3 separate regions of the Sus scrofa genome follow, and all the other regions are linked to region 1. The links are chromatin contacts, called in public Hi-C and promoter capture Hi-C maps. All regions are on one chromosome and are shown on one strand. Each heading gives the region's core, a stretch centred on a gene start, on an enhancer-like site or on the middle of the called end of the contact. The rest is flanking DNA. Distances are from core to core; before and after follow the strand shown.

Region 1 (4,825 bases), core at 1,409-3,908:
AGAAAAGACAAAAAGAAAAAAAGAACTTGATCAACAACATTATTTGATGTTACTGTTATATATGTATTAGACTGTTTATTGCCATATATTTAAAAAATATTTTTAAAACAAAAAAATTTTTGCTTTTTAGGGCTGCACCTCCAGCATATGGAGGTTCCCAGGCTAGGAGTCTAATCAGAGCTATAGCTGCCGGCCTACGCCACAGCCACAGCAATGCAGGATCCGAGCTGCATCTTCGACCTACACCACAGCTCATGGCGATGCCAGATCCTTAACCCACTGAGCAAGGCCACGGATTAAACCCTCAACCTCATGGTTTCTAGGCGGATTCGTTTCCACTGCTCCACGACGGGAACCCCATAAATACATATATATTTTTTAAGGTGCCTTTTAACTTTCCATTTTCTTTGGTTATGTAGTGGGCCAGGCCTAACCACACTGGTAACAGGTGGCAGACACCTTAAAGGAAGCAGTGGCAGGACCAGCAACAGATTTAGCCATCTGAGGAAAAGAGCATTCATCCTGCAGAAAAGAGAAAAACTTCGCTCTTATGCTCTGGTCCCCTGTTGCTTTCCAGCTTCATCATAAACAAAGCCTATGTCACCCAGTCATTTGTGGGTAATGGCCTCTCCGTGTTCTACTGCAGATGTTGGGGCATTAAGTGTGCAAAGATAAGAGCCCTCTGTAGCCTGGTACTGGCAAACAACCCTCTTCCTCCCATTCACTTGGTTCTTGATTTCCAGAATCTGCAGATTTTCTTTCCCTGGGATGCATTATGCCCTCTAAGGAAAGGCACAAAGCCAGCAAGCATCATTTACATCAGCTTTCCATGTGTCTAGCTCTCCTCTAGCTAGTCCGCCTCAAAAGGAAAGTAAGCCTCTAAGGGCACAGTGGGGATGGCATGGGATGGATTGACAGGATGATCTGCCACTCAGCCAACCTCACAAAGGTTTGCTTTCTGGCTTCATATGATTGTAACATCTAGGCCACAAGATCCTGAGCCCAACTGCCACTGTCCTACTTTATTAGAACTGATTAGCAAAGAAAGGAATCTGGGGGCCAAGACCCAGGTGCCTGAGGCCTGTGGGCATTGGGACAGCAGAGCTGGACCTGCTCCAAGGTGCTCCAACTATGCCTTCAGCCTGTGCCTGTCACTGCCAACTGTACCAATGGGGTTTGTGTTGCCTCCACCAAAGAAACAGCGCGGCAGGGTTTCAGGTGAAGATTTTTGGTGCCCCCGCCATCACAATACGTTAAGTGGTCAGATCCCCCCCTTTCCGTGTGAGCAGTTTGATACTCCTCCATGACTTTTTTTTCTAGTTGTGGGCCTTGCCCCAGAACTGCCTTCAAAAGAGTCATCATCCATGGGGTCAGGTATAAATGCTCCAATGGGGAAAGGAGCAACTGGAATATTGAGTGACCGCAGAAAAATCCTTTCTGGTCTTCAGTTTCCTTATCTGCAAAGTTTAAGAATTTGGGTAAACGGACCAAATTCTGTTTGTACCCCAAACGCCTCCAAACTCTACCGCAAGAAGCCGCCAGAGGAAGCGCCAGGCCAGGGGTCTTACCCCGCCCGCGAGAGCGATAGTGGCCGGGCGGGTGGCCCCGCCCCCGCTCCCGCCTTGGTTGCCCAGCCACTGGGAGGGCCGAGCTTCCGCCCTCCACGTTGTTGTTCCCGATTTGCGCCACGCCCCCTCGGTCTGGGCTTTGGACACCTAGCCTAATTTGCCCTCGGTCCGGCCCCAGAGCAAAGGGCGACTTCTGGGGTGGCACATTTGGAGTTTCCGCCCGCCTCAGAGGCGCGTGGACAAAGGCAAGAGTTTATAGGAAGGAAAGGGAGACACTTTGTTTTGGAGGGAGGATAGTGAAAAGTAAAGAGTAGATCAGGTCACAACTGCACAATTTCCCTTTCGGAGTCCCACCCTTCACACAGCGTCCCCATCCGCACCCGCGAATGTGACCCTGCTAGACACTGGCCCTTTAAACAGAAGGCTGGCGGCGCGGGGTGTCCATGTGGAGCTGCTCCATGCCGTGTTGTCCTGCCCGCCCATTGGCCCGCGGCCCGGTGACGTCGCCTAATAGGATGCGAACGCACTGCGGGGGGAGGAACGGAGACAAAACGCGGAACAGGATCGCCACTCCGCTCCCTCTGCCAGTTCTCTGGCAGCCTCCTGCCGTCAGCTCCGCCCAGGGGCGGATCCCGGGGGAATTGCGACAGCCTGGTGGTTGCGGGAATTAGGTCACGTGTGGACCCAGGGTTCGGGCCAGTCTCTACCAGCCTAAGGTTTCCTTGACCTGGAATATCCTTATTTGAACTAACTCGAGTCTTGAGTTTTCCACCCTTCCTTCCCTCCAGCAGGATAATTTTAGTTGTGAATGACACAAACATGCAGCCCTTGCTAAACTTGTGGCTTGCAATCGGGGCGGGGGGAGGCGGGAAAGCGGAAATGCAGGGCGCGAACCCGGCTGGAGCTTCTCCCACCCCACCCAGGCCACGTGTGCGCTCGCCGTCTTGAGTGGGCGGGGCCAGCCTGCCCGGGACCACGCCCCTCCCTTCGTGAGAAGCCGCGGCCCTGCGGGCGGGGGCTCCGGTCCGGGCTTTGGCTGCGGCCCCGGTGTAGTAGCGGGGGCGGCGGCCGGGGGCAGCGCGGCTCCTTCCCTTGTTGTGTGTGTCGGTGCCTCCTCGCCATCTTGTTGCAAAGCCTTTTCTTGTCGGCGGGACTCCTGGGGGCCGCGGGGCGGGAGGCATTGGAAGGGAGGAAGAGTGGGAGGGGAAGGAGTGAGGCAGTGCCGCCTTATTTTTTTTGCATCAATATATTTAAATTTGCAAATTACATTTTGCAAATATTTGGGGAGACATTGGTTTTTCTCCCTGTGCTTCCCCGTTCTTCCCTGCGGAGTGCGCTGCGCCGCCCAGCCCTGTCGCCCCCCGGAGGTGATCCCTCCCTCCTGCCTGCCCGCCAGCCTGACCTGTGCTCGACTCGCGGGCCGCAGTCTCGGCCCCGGCGCGCCCCCGGCAGCTCTCGGCGCGATGAGCATAGAGACGCTACTGGAGGCGGCCCGCTTCCTGGAATGGCAAGCGCAGCAACAACAGAGAGCACGTGGTGAGCGGCCGGGCTGGGCCCCTAGGGCAGCGGGGAAGGGGAGGCGAGCGACCCTGGTACCCGAGCCCACCCGAAACCGCGGGCGGAACCCTCTCCCAGGCGGCTCGCGAAGCCGGGCATTGCAAGGCTCCGCGGAAGAACCGGCACCGGAGGAAGAGTGTTGTGGGCAGTGAAATTAATTAATGAATTCGTTAACATGCAGCGGGGGACCCGGCTCCTGTGGGCGCCACCCCAGCTGCCTACCACCACTTGTGCACCTTTCGTGAGGGGCTCCTTTCGCGTGGGCCAGCAGCGCCCTCGGTAGGGCTGAGGATGTGCGAGCCGGGGGGTGGGGTGAAGAATGGTGTTGCGTGGGGGTGGCAGACCCGCGGGCGTGTGCGTGTGTGCACAGGGGATGTGTGATGCGAGCCTCGATGAGAGCGGATGAACGGACGTTTACACGGGTGAGTGTCTAGTGCACACGAGTGGGCGTGTGTGTAACGGAGTGGGGGGTGGAATTACTCTACGCGAAGCAGCTCCCCGGCTTCCCTAGTCTTGTGGGGTGGGTGCGGGGGGCGCTCCTGGCAGATCTTACTCGCCGCTTGGGGCGGAGGCGGCCTTTGCAGAATGAAAATGACATCGCGTGTCTTATGATCCTGGCCAGCCCCGCCTGACCCCGCCTCCCACAACTGGGCTGGGTCGCGCGTCAGGGGTTTGGGTGAGAGCCGGGCTGATTAGTGCATCGGTGAAACGGCCCGAAGGTCGCCGGGGGCAGACCCGGGGCCCCCCTTGCTGCGCCCCACTTTAGCCGGTGTGGAATGTGGCGTGTCTGCGCCTTCTAAACCCGCTCTCGGCTGGAATGTTGCGTGTGCCTGCGTTCTAAGCCCGTTGGTTACACCGGGTGGTGACGTGGACAGGGCCCGCCCCCGACCACGTGCACCGGGGACACTCCCGCTGGGGACTGCGCGGCCCTGCCCCTCCCTGCTGCCTCGCGCTCGGCCGGGGGCGGAGCCTGGGCGGGGCTGGCTAGGGGCCTTCCGCCGGGTTGGGCCCGGGCTCTGGCCCCCGGGCATCTCCCCGGGAGAGTCTGCCCTACGAGGGAGGAGCTGAGCTCACCTGTAGGTTCTCACCCCAACCTCCAATTTTTGGTCCTGGGGCGAGGGAAATCCTCAGAATAGCCAAGCGTTGGGATATATAGAGCTTACATACTCCCACTGACCCCTCCAGACATTCTTATCAGGACCCGGTCAGCACCGCTGACCAGTGTGGAATAAGCCAGGCTGAGAACCGGCAAACTTTGGCGCTCTCTCGACAGGGCCGAGCTGGAGATTTCAGATGCCCCCTCTCCCCACGCGCTCTGTTGGTGGTCCCCAGGTGCTACAGAAGTAGGGACTGAGGAAAGACCTCGGTTTTCCGGACTGCTGCGAGGGCCGCAACCCTGGATCCGGGTGTGTGTGCAGTATCCGGGGGCTGTTGTTTCCTCCAACCCTTACCCCCGCCCTTCGGCCGGGTTGGTTGTGGTGGAGAGAGTGCGTCGCCCTCCTTTCCTTTCTCTCTGCCTATTGTTGCTTCAATGATGAGTCATGCAGGAGGTAGTAGTGTGTGTTGTGTGCGCGCAGGCGCGCGCCTGCAGTGTGTACCGCCGTCGCGGCGGGCGGGGGAGTGGCCGCGAACCAGGGGCGGGGGAGGGACGGGTCTGAGGGCCTGGTCGGGTAGACCAGCCTTTCAAGGTCAGGAGTCAC
Region 2 (4,825 bases), core at 584-3,083, 570 kb after region 1:
AGCTAAGAAGTCGTAGAGCCATGATTCAAACTCAGGCCCATCTCACTCTATAAGCAATGTTCTTCATACTCCTTGGCCATGCACTACTATTTTTTCACCTGGGAAATGAGGTGTCCCTTGACAATCTTGTATTCCCGACATTGGTCTGAGAACCAGAGACCAGAGGATGGATAATTTGGACAGGTGGTACGGCCTGCCTCTTAGTACCAATAAAATTGGGTCCTTGTAGTCTTTGCTCTGGTCTCAGTTTACCTAGCTAGACCAAGCAGGCATTACTTTTTCTTCAAGTTTGTGTGTGCCCTGCCCTCTAGTGGTTCTGGCTTGCAATGCAACAATGACCTTGAGTGTAATTAACCTTACCTCTCAAGACAGTTCTTTCCTTCTCTTAAATAGGGATGTCCTGGCAATACTGGGCACTGGTGTACTAAGATTTCTGAGGCACTGACACCTTCCTCAATCTGAGCCCTAAAACCATGGTTTTCCAAATGTATGATGTACTTCTGATTGAGACCCTGGAATCTGAATTTTTAACAAGCAACAGAATTAAGCAGGTAATTTCCAAGCTGCATCTTGCAATAGAATGCTCTGTGCAGCTCTATTCTCAAATGCTTCCTGAATCCCAACCCACTACCCTTAGGTTTTGGGGAATCTGGTACCAAATTAGCCACTCCCCTTTGCCAATCTCAGTATTGAGTTTCTTGGAGTTCATGGCTTGGATGGTCAGGGAGCGAGGCTGCAGAGCCCCAGCAGTCAGCCTGTGTTGAATGTTAGCTCTTGCTGCTGATCTGGAAGAAAAGTGAAGGAGGCTGGAATTCCCTCCTGCTGCAGAGGAAACGAATCCTCCTAGTATCCAGACAGGGGGTTGATCCCGGGTCTCGCTCAGTGGGTTAAGGATCTGGTGTTGCCATAAGCTGTGGTGTAGGTCGCAGATGTGGCTAAACATTAGTGCACCAACTGTGGGCCAGGTATTGTAGTAAGTGTTTTCAAACATACTTCTTTTGGAGTTCCCCTTGTGGCCCAGTGGAAAAGAATATGACTAGTAACCATGAGGTTGTGGGTTCAATCCCTGGCCTTGATCAGCGGGTTAAGTACTTCCATAAGCAGCAAGTTCGGCCCTAAAAAAAAAAAAAAAAAGCAAACATACTTCTATTTATTTATTTATGGCAATGCCCATGGCATGCAGAAGTTCCCCAGCCTGGAATCAAACCTGACCAAAGCAGTGACCTGAGCCACAGCAGGGATAATGCTGAATCCTTAACTACTAGGCCACCAGGGAACTCCAAACATATTCCTTTTTAAATCCCTACAATAAGCCATGCACTTATTATACATTCTATATTTTTGGGGGGTCTTTTAAAAAAAATTTTTTTTTGTCTTTTTAGGGCCGCACCCATGGCACATGGAGGTTCCCGGGCTAGTGGTCTAGTCAGAGCTACAGCTGCCAGCCTACACCAGAGCCACAGCAATGCCAGATCCGAGCCGCGTCTGCGACCTACACCACAGGTCATGGCAATGCCTAATCCTTCACCCATTGATCAAGGCCAGGGATTGAACTCACAACCTCTTGGTTCCTAGTCAGATTTGTTTTTGCTGTGCCACAACGGGAACTCCTACATTCTATTTTGTAAATGAAAAAAATGAGGCTTAAAGATGTTAAGCATCTTCATCAAACTCAGAGCTAGTAAGGGAGTTCCCATTGTGACTTAGCAGGTTAAGAACCCAACTAGTATCCATGAGGATGTGGATTCGATCCCAGGCCTCGCTCGGTGGGTTAAGGATCCAGCACTGCTGCAAGCTGCAGTGTAGGTTGCAGATGGGGCCCAAATCTGGGGTTGCTGTGGCTGTGGCCCCAGCTGCAGCTCAGATTTGACGCCTAGCCTAGGAACTTTCATATGTCACAGATGTGGCCCTAAAAAAAAAAATCAAAAACCTCACATCTGGTAAGAGCTTGCATTTGAATACAAGTTTGTCTAACTCAATGATTCTCAACTGGGGGCGCTTTTGGCCTCCAGGGGACATTTGGTAATGTCTGCAGACAGTTTTGATTGTCATAAGTAAGGTGTGTGTGTGTGTGTGTGCTGATAGCATCTAATTTGGCTGGGGATGCTGGCAAAAAAGCTGCTATGTACAGGACAGCTTCCGCAAGAAACTATCCAGTCCCAATGTCAATAGTGCTGTGACTGAGAAATCCTGGACTTGAAGCCTGTGCTTTTGCCCTATAGGGAGGGAGGGTGGGGGCATGAAAAGTTAGAACGAGATGGGAAAGGGCCTCCTCCAAGGGGTGAAAAGGGAATGGGGCTTCTATGCTAAGGATAGTGGAGAACAGGGCCAGCTGGTGAGATTTCTTTCTTCCAGGCTTGGCCAAGACCCTGCTCAGCTTCTCCCAACCTTGCCAATTCAGTCCTGGGACTTCACACTAAGCTTGTCCTGGAGTGACCCTGACTCCCAGCTCCAGGCTGGGGCAAAATATTGACCTGGGTCTTCGGGCAGGACTTCCCAGCCAAAGCCCCTGATCCCTGGGGCCATTGCGTGCCACCTGCAGCCCTTGGGCAGCTACACATTAACACCTTTGCAATGAAGGGGTGAAAGTGTTAAAAATGGAGCAGGGCCAGGCCGTGTCTAAGGAGTTAGAAGTGGAGTAACAGGTAAAGCCAGGAGGATCCCGTAGCAAAACCCTGTCTGGAGAGGAAATGGAGCAGGGAGGAGGAGACAGCTTGACCCTGAGGAGGCTTGTTTCCATAACCATTCATCTCTAGGCTTGGTCCTCAGCTTCACTGAACCTTCCCCAGTACCTCTTCCTGGAGCACCTACATACCCCGCCAGCCACCATTCTGGGCCTCCCCAGTAGTGGCCTCCCTATGAGACTGGGGAGGACGGGTCTGAGCTGACTTTGCTGACAGGAAATACCTCTCCTTCCAAGCTCAGAGCCTCTGAAGAACTAACCAGCAGCTTGGGGGAGGGAGGAAGGAGAGGGCGGAGGAGGAAGACAGTCTTGGAGAGGGAAGAGGGAAGAACGTACAAGCAGGTCCTCCATATTTGGGGTTCCATCTCTTTTCTTCCCTCACCCCATGAGGGGGTGGGGATAAGGGGATAGAGGAGGGCAGAACTGGAGGAGGATGTGGTAACAGCTGATTCGTCCCCGGAGGTCAGACTTTCCAACAATCAGCTGTTACTGGGGTGGAAGGCAGGAAGTTTCCTTAAAGGCACAATGTTCTGAACACAGGTTCAGAATTCTGGAGCTCCTAGGAACCATAGCGGTCCCGTGGCAGAGCCCTTGTTGTCATCCTCCATTGGGAGCTTACAGAAAAGTCTTGTATCCCTGTCCACACGTTCCTTTTTGGTGGTGGTGGTGGAGAGGCGCGAGTGATGAGGTGGGGTGGGTCTCAGACTTGCCCCTTTAAATCAGTGGTTCCGCAGCTTTTGCCAAGTCATTGGGTTCCTTTCCTTTCCTTTTTTTTTTTTTTTTTGGTGGGTTTTTTTTTTTTTCCCCTATCTCCCGCCCCTCTATGCTCTGATTGGCCTCTGGGAAAGGAGCTGCCTCCTCATTGGTCTCCACCTTTGAAATCTCTTCCTTAAGTAGGCCTGAGTCAGGGAAAAGCTTCTAGAGGGCGGGACAGAATGGGGGTGTTAGGCAGGGGATGGGATTGCTGGCCAGTTGCACTTTGCCCCGGCCTGTCCCCTGACCACAAATCTAACTTCGACCCTCAGGTGAACCCTGTGCTCTGAATCCTTCGTTAGGAAGCTGCTGCTTGAGAGGCCCTGTCTCTGCGACTGGGGCGAGACATCTTCTACAAGAAGTCTCCTCAGAAGCGCCCTCCAGGAGGGGTGTACTAGACCTCTCCCCTGAAAGCTGGGGCCAGGCGAGGTGGGCAGTCCTCCCTCCCCCCAAACGCCCACAGGAATTTGTATCCCAAAGGAAGAGCCTGGCTGCCATGGGGCTGATTTCCACCTTCAGTTCGGCTCACTCCTGCTAACTCTCCTGCTCCACCTTTCCTTTGAGAGCTGTCGCTTCCCGCAAGAGGTCAGCGAATCCGTTTTGAGAGGCTGTCTAAAAGGATCACTCACGGCTCCAAAAAGGAGGGGCTGTGCCCTTTAAGGACTTCGCCGGGATGGATTCCGAGTTGAGTTTAAAAATGCCAACTCACAGAGCGCGCTGGATTCTGGGAGCGAAGCGTCAGACCGAGAACTACATTGACCAGTATGCACTGCAAACACACACGCCTTTACTTCCTTCTGCTCTTCGGGAGTCGGGTTTGACGTAGTGCTCCTCTAAGCGAGCAGCCTAGGAGGAGGACTGAGCCACACCTTTTCACCTATTGGCCAGCTTGCCAGTCTGTGGGCGTGGCTTAGCGCAACTCCGCTAGGCAAGGGGGTGGCCTCCATGCCAATCAGTGCTAAAACGGCAGGGGAGGCGGGAACGAGGGGAAGTGCAGGCGCCCCCGAGTGGGTGTGGTCACGCTGCCCAGCAGTGGGCGGTGATTGGCCCTGGGCGGTGCGATCGCAGCTTGTGCGTCACGACGCCGCCAGCTGATCGGAGACTGGAGCCGGTGTGTGCTGGGCGCTGGGAAGAGACAGCGCCGCCGGCCGTGGGGATCGGACGCACTGATTCGCTCCCCTGCTCTCAGCACCCCCTCCACCCAGCACCAGGTGGGTGTGAGCTGGGGTCCCGGACGCACAGGAGGGAACCGTGCTAACGGGGTAATGGGGGAAAGTAGGGTCCTGACGGCCACACCCTGCCCTTCCGGGAGAGGAGAGAGGGGGTGGCGGGGGCTGGGGAGCTCTGGGGGAGTGGGGCCTGTACCGGTTGGAATAGTGTGTCAGGAGG
Region 3 (4,825 bases), core at 588-3,087, 550 kb after region 1:
AGAAAGGAGGGAGCGGATGAAGAGCAACGCACAGGACTCGCCCCACCCCGCACAAGCCACAGGCGAGGCCCCTTGGGCCTTCCCCCATCACACCTCTCACCCCCAGTACCTGCAGGCCCAAGGGGTCCATGGCGCTCACAGGAGGGAGCTGTGGAGAAGGGGATGAGGAAAGGAGGGGGACCCCCCTCGAGCCAAGCCCTCTCTCCTCCCCACACCCCCTCCCCTTTCCCCCAGACCCCTGGCCTCTTCCCCAGCCGCCTCCCTGCCTCCCCCAGACCTCGGCCCAGGCTCACCACGTGCAGGCAGAACAAGCTGAGCACCAGGAGCCCCGAGAGCAGTGCCATGTTCCTGAGCAGGACAGGAAGCCTCTGTTCATGCCACGCCCCCACCCACTGGGCATCCCACGCACACGTGCACGGAGGGAACAGCGGCAGCTGCTGCGCACACGACCGGGGCACAAGCAGAGATTCTCCGCTCCGAGGTGAATTGCCTGGAACCCCTCCCCCAGAACTGCTTTTTCCCCTTTGCACTTCCTGGTTTTTCATATTTCATCCACTGAAAATGTTTTGGTTGATAGGGGAAAACACCACCCAAACCAGAAAGTCATCCTTCAAGGCTTGGTGTCATGAGTCAGACCGGGGTGTTTTGTTGTTGTTTTGCTTTTTTTTTTTAGAGCTGTACCCTCGGCAAATGGAATTTCCCAGGCTAGGGGCCTAATCCGAGCTACAGCTGTCGGCCACAGCCACAGCCACAGCTACGCGGGATCCCCAACCCACTGATCGAGGCCAGGGATCGAAGCCGCATCCTTGTGCATACTAGTTGGATTCCGCTTCTGCTGAGCCACGACGGGAACTCCCACAGACCTGGGTTTGAATCCAGGCTGTGCCTCTTGGCAGAGGACCAAGGACGTCTTCCTCAACCCCTCTGGGCTCTGCCTTATCTGGTAAATGGTGGCGAAAGTCCCTGCCTCCAGCCACATGTCTTACAGGAACCAACATCATCAGTCTTTGTGAGCCCTGACCGCATGGCCTGGCACTCAGTAGTGGGTACAGTCAGCCTAGTTCAAGGCTTCTCTTCCGGGAGGCCTGGCCCGAAGCCTCCTCTGTACTGGGGCTCCCTCCGTGGAGCTCCTATCCAACCAGCTGCCCATCAGCCCACCTTTTCTGGTGAGTCTGGTCTTGCCCACAGGGGTGGACGAGACGGTGCTCTCAGCAGGGGTGGTGGGCTGGGCCAGAGACTGGCCTTGTTGACCCAACAGCAGAGCCCAATGAATGACTGGCCAGAGCCACCTTTGGACTTAAGGGAAAACATGGGCCTCGCCCCCCAACTCTGCCCCAGGCTGGCTCCGGGAAGCCAGGCTGGCGGGTGGGGATGGGCAGGTCTCTGTCTGGCCTCAGAGCAGGTCTCACACACGCCCACCCCACACCCAGCTCCGGGCCTGTTCTGGAGCATCCTCTCCCCCCAGCCCAGCCCACACAGTGATCCCTGGGCCGGGGGCCCTGATCTCCAACCCAGGCTTTTGAATCTTCCTGGCAAGAAAAGGCCTCAGATTTTCACGTCCCAGAGAGACTCCCCCCACCAGAACCCCCACCTTGGCTCCTCCTCTCCCCAGGAGGCTGGGAAGTGACAGGCCCCCCTGAATAAACTCAGCCCAGACCCCCTCGGCAGGTGGGCAGCTCCAGGCCGAGCCTTCCCACCCCTGTACCTCTGCGGGCTCCTCGCTGCTGCACACGATGTCCCTCTGGCCCCACTTGGGTGCTCCCCACGCTCTGCCCGGGCTCCAGCCGCCCAGCCGAGCCCTCCCCTCCCACCAGGACCTTTGCTCTCAGCCAACCCAGTTCCGAGTGCTTTCTCTTCTGGTAAACATTGACCTGCACATCCGGTTAAACATTGGTGCTGGGGCCAGAAGCCCCTTTCCCACCAAGGCATCTAATACTGGGTCACCTGGAACCCCTGTGGATCTGGGTCCCACCTGAGCCGTGAGAAAGGGGGTTCAGGAGACAGTCGAGGAGGCTGTCCTCAGGTGGAGGGCAGAGCAGGAAGCACGGGGGCCTGCCGGTGACCCCATGAAGTGGGAGGTTATCCGCGCTTTGGTCAGGCTCGGAGATGTGTGACCTGCCCACGGACACACAGCTAGGCTCAGAGTGACATTCAGCTTCCTACTTCCAAGGTCCTTTCCTTTCCCCCTTTCCTCTCCCACACCCCTGCCCCCCACCCCACCCCCCACGCCACCAGAGGAGGGAAGGAGAAGCTTCAAGAGACTCACTCGGCAGGGAACCCAGGATAGGGCGCCCATTCCCCCCCTCCCCAGGCCCAGGATCCTGGTTGGCTGCCTTCTGCCTGGGTGGGAAGAGAAGCACCCAACCTCCCAGGACCCCACCTCATCAGAGCAATGCCTCCTTACCCTTCCCAAGGGTGAGGGTTCTGGAAACTGGCCTGGGCTGCGCGAACCAGAAGCCCTGAACCCTGCACCACCTGAGGAGCAGCAATCAGGCTGTCTCCCCAGCTCGGGCCCTACTTTCCCCTCCCTCGCTGTCCTGGAAGCTGCAGGGTCTCAACTTCTCCCCACCCCAACCCCGCCATCAAGAAAAGCCTCGCCCCGCTCCCTGGCTCTTCCAAAGGTTTATTGATCATATTTACATCTATTGCAAATAGCGAGAAGGCAGCAGGGGCCCGGCCTCAGACATCATCTCTGAGTGCCCGGGTCTTCCTGTCCCCTGGCGGAGGGAGACCTGAGGTGCAGAGATGACTCTTCTTGCTCCTTCTTTCAGGGTGTTGGACCCGCTCCCCCAGGGATTCTGGACCCCAGAGGCTGCCTCATCAGCTCAAGGCACAAACACTGTGGTGACGGGTGGGCAGGCACCCCCTGGCCCTGTGCATCTTCCCGCCTTTGGTCTTGCCCACGTCCCCTCATGGTCCCACACTGGGCAGGGACTGGCTGGGGGGACACTTACACCCCAGCCCAAGCCCCTTAACTCCTGGACCACGGCCAGTCCTCCTTAGAGGCTGGAGTCCAAGCACCATCAGTGTCCTGGACTGGGGTGGCTTCCCTGTCCTCACGGCATAGGGGCACAGCGAGCCCGGCAAGGGGGGACCGTGGCTGGGGACTGGCCAGGCAGGGGGTCTCCTGTCCCCTTCCCGGAGCGTCCTGTCCCCATATGGAAAATGAGGGCAGAGCTGGGGAGAAGTGGGGGCAGCGATGCTTTCCCCCAGATCTCCCTCCTGCTTCCTGCTGGCCCGGAGCAACATCGCCCCAAGCTAGGGGCATGATCCGTTCTGGCAGCCTTGGTGGCTCTGGGGGTTCAGGAGCCCAGACCTCCCCACGCCACCCTAACTGGCAGGCCACGTGGGCCTAAGGCTTGCCCGGAGGAGCTGCTGGGGAGACAAGGGCGAGGGGATGGACTCCCCGAGGTCGTGCGCCCTCCTCCACCGGGCCAGCTCCCGCCTTGGCTACGCCAGGAGGCGGATGACCCCGTTGTCTGAGCCCAGCAGGAGGTGGCGTTTGGTGGGCAGCAAGGCCAGGCTGGTGAGCGTGCCGCGGAAGTTCTCGGAGCTGAGCTTGGTGGTGGCCTGGGAAGGCGGCTCAAGCAAGGAGCAGACGCCGATCTTGTTGGCCACGGTGCCCGTCACCACCTCGCTGCCATACAAGTCGAAGGTGTGGATGGGATCAGAGGCGGACTTGTAGTGATGCGTGGGCTTCGGCTCCAGCTCCTTCCAGACGGTCAAGGAATGGTCGGAGGAGGAGCTGACCAGGAGGCTGCCCTCCACCGCCTGCCCGGGGAGAGGAGAGCCTCAGTGGTGCCCAGGGGCTTCCTGTTCCCTCCCACACGGTCCCCCAGGAAGACAGGGCGTCCTGAGCTGGGGACAGGCTGCCCCCCTCCCACGTTACATTAATGTTCGTTAATATGAATGTATTTAAGAGTCATCGGCCTAGTCATCATTACAATTTGGGCAGTCAGGTATAATGTCAGACACGTTAAACGTCTTACTACAGTTCCTCTTCCTAACATCTCTCTAAGACAGATGCTGTCATTGTTTCCATTTTGCAGAGGCCAAAACTAAGGCTCAGAAGAGTCAAGTAATCATACAAGGTCACAGAGCCAATAAGTGGCAGAGCCAAGATTAACACCCAGGCCGACCCCAGAGACTTCCTGATGTTTTCTTGGAAAATCAGAATTTAGAAGCACCCAGAAGCCAGGGTCCCCTGAGGGGCCCTGGAGGAAGCCAGAGGCGGCCTGCCCCCAGCAGTGGGCCGTGCATGTCCCCTGGCTGCCACTGAGGACGGGGAGGGAGTCCCAGGTGCCTGGGAAGATCCTCCCACAGGTAGCCTGTTCCTCCCCTCCTGTCCCTCTGTGAGCTGTTCCCCGAGGTCTGGGACCAAAACTGGGGCAGGGGTGGAGGTGGGGGCAGGATTCCCAAACTTGATCCGCTCCGGCCTTCCCCAGGACAGCCCGGCAGGGGGCACGGACTCTGCTCAGTGGTCTGGAGGCAGTAAACAGCCTCCCAGCTGAGCTTTATTTAACCTGAACTGGGTCACGGACAGGGCCCGACCCCTGATCCTCCAAACAAGGCAAATATGGACAAGGGTTACTCATTAGAGCATCTCCAGGAAGCAGCAGGGTCAGCTCCGCTCCCTGGTTCCCGCCCCCGGACCGGGGCGGGGGGGGCCTGCTTCCTGGCACCCCACCCCCATGGCTCCTGACCCGCCCTGCCCATCAGTCCTTGGGCAGGGACAGGGAGGTCAGCTTGAGCCTGTCCTGGGTGGGCCCGAAGCAGCGAGGAGGGGAAGGGGACCTGGGCTGTCACCTTGATCTGCAGGATGTCT

The links. Promoter capture Hi-C pulls out the DNA fragments that hold promoters and counts their contacts. A called contact is a pair of places that touch in the nucleus more often than the background predicts.
Region 2: a contact with region 1 is called in a Hi-C map of liver, with 6 times the contacts expected there. The contact joins the promoter of TLCD2 here to the promoter of MNT in region 1. A contact is called at or near these places in 2 of 5 promoter capture datasets (fetal liver and liver), 2 of 47 Hi-C or Micro-C datasets (liver and skeletal muscle) and 1 of 2 datasets of contacts at active chromatin or transcription factors (alveolar macrophages).
Region 3: a promoter capture Hi-C map of liver shows a contact between it and region 1, with 5 times the contacts expected there. The contact joins the promoter of SERPINF2 here to the promoter of MNT in region 1. A contact is called at or near these places in 1 of 5 promoter capture datasets (liver) and 1 of 2 datasets of contacts at active chromatin or transcription factors (alveolar macrophages).

Annotation. Positions count from the first base shown.
Region 1 is chr12:48,484,570-48,489,394 of Sscrofa11.1, reverse strand. MNT (max-binding protein MNT) reads left to right here and starts at 2,658. Exons shown (of 6, transcript XM_021067616.1): 1 at 2,658-3,104. The coding sequence starts at 3,032.
Region 2 is chr12:47,915,265-47,920,089 of Sscrofa11.1, reverse strand. It overlaps TLCD2 (TLC domain-containing protein 2), which reads left to right and starts at 1,833. Exons shown (of 5, transcript XM_021067585.1): 1 at 1,833-4,647.
Region 3 is chr12:47,931,563-47,936,387 of Sscrofa11.1, reverse strand. SERPINF2 (alpha-2-antiplasmin) reads right to left here and starts at 1,837. Exons shown (of 10, transcript XM_021067579.1): 1 at 1,706-1,837; 2 at 294-348; 3 at 110-148. The coding sequence starts at 344. It overlaps WDR81 (WD repeat-containing protein 81), which reads right to left. Exons shown (of 9, transcript XM_021067573.1): 8 at 4,807-4,825; 9 at 2,606-3,771. The coding sequence ends at 3,451.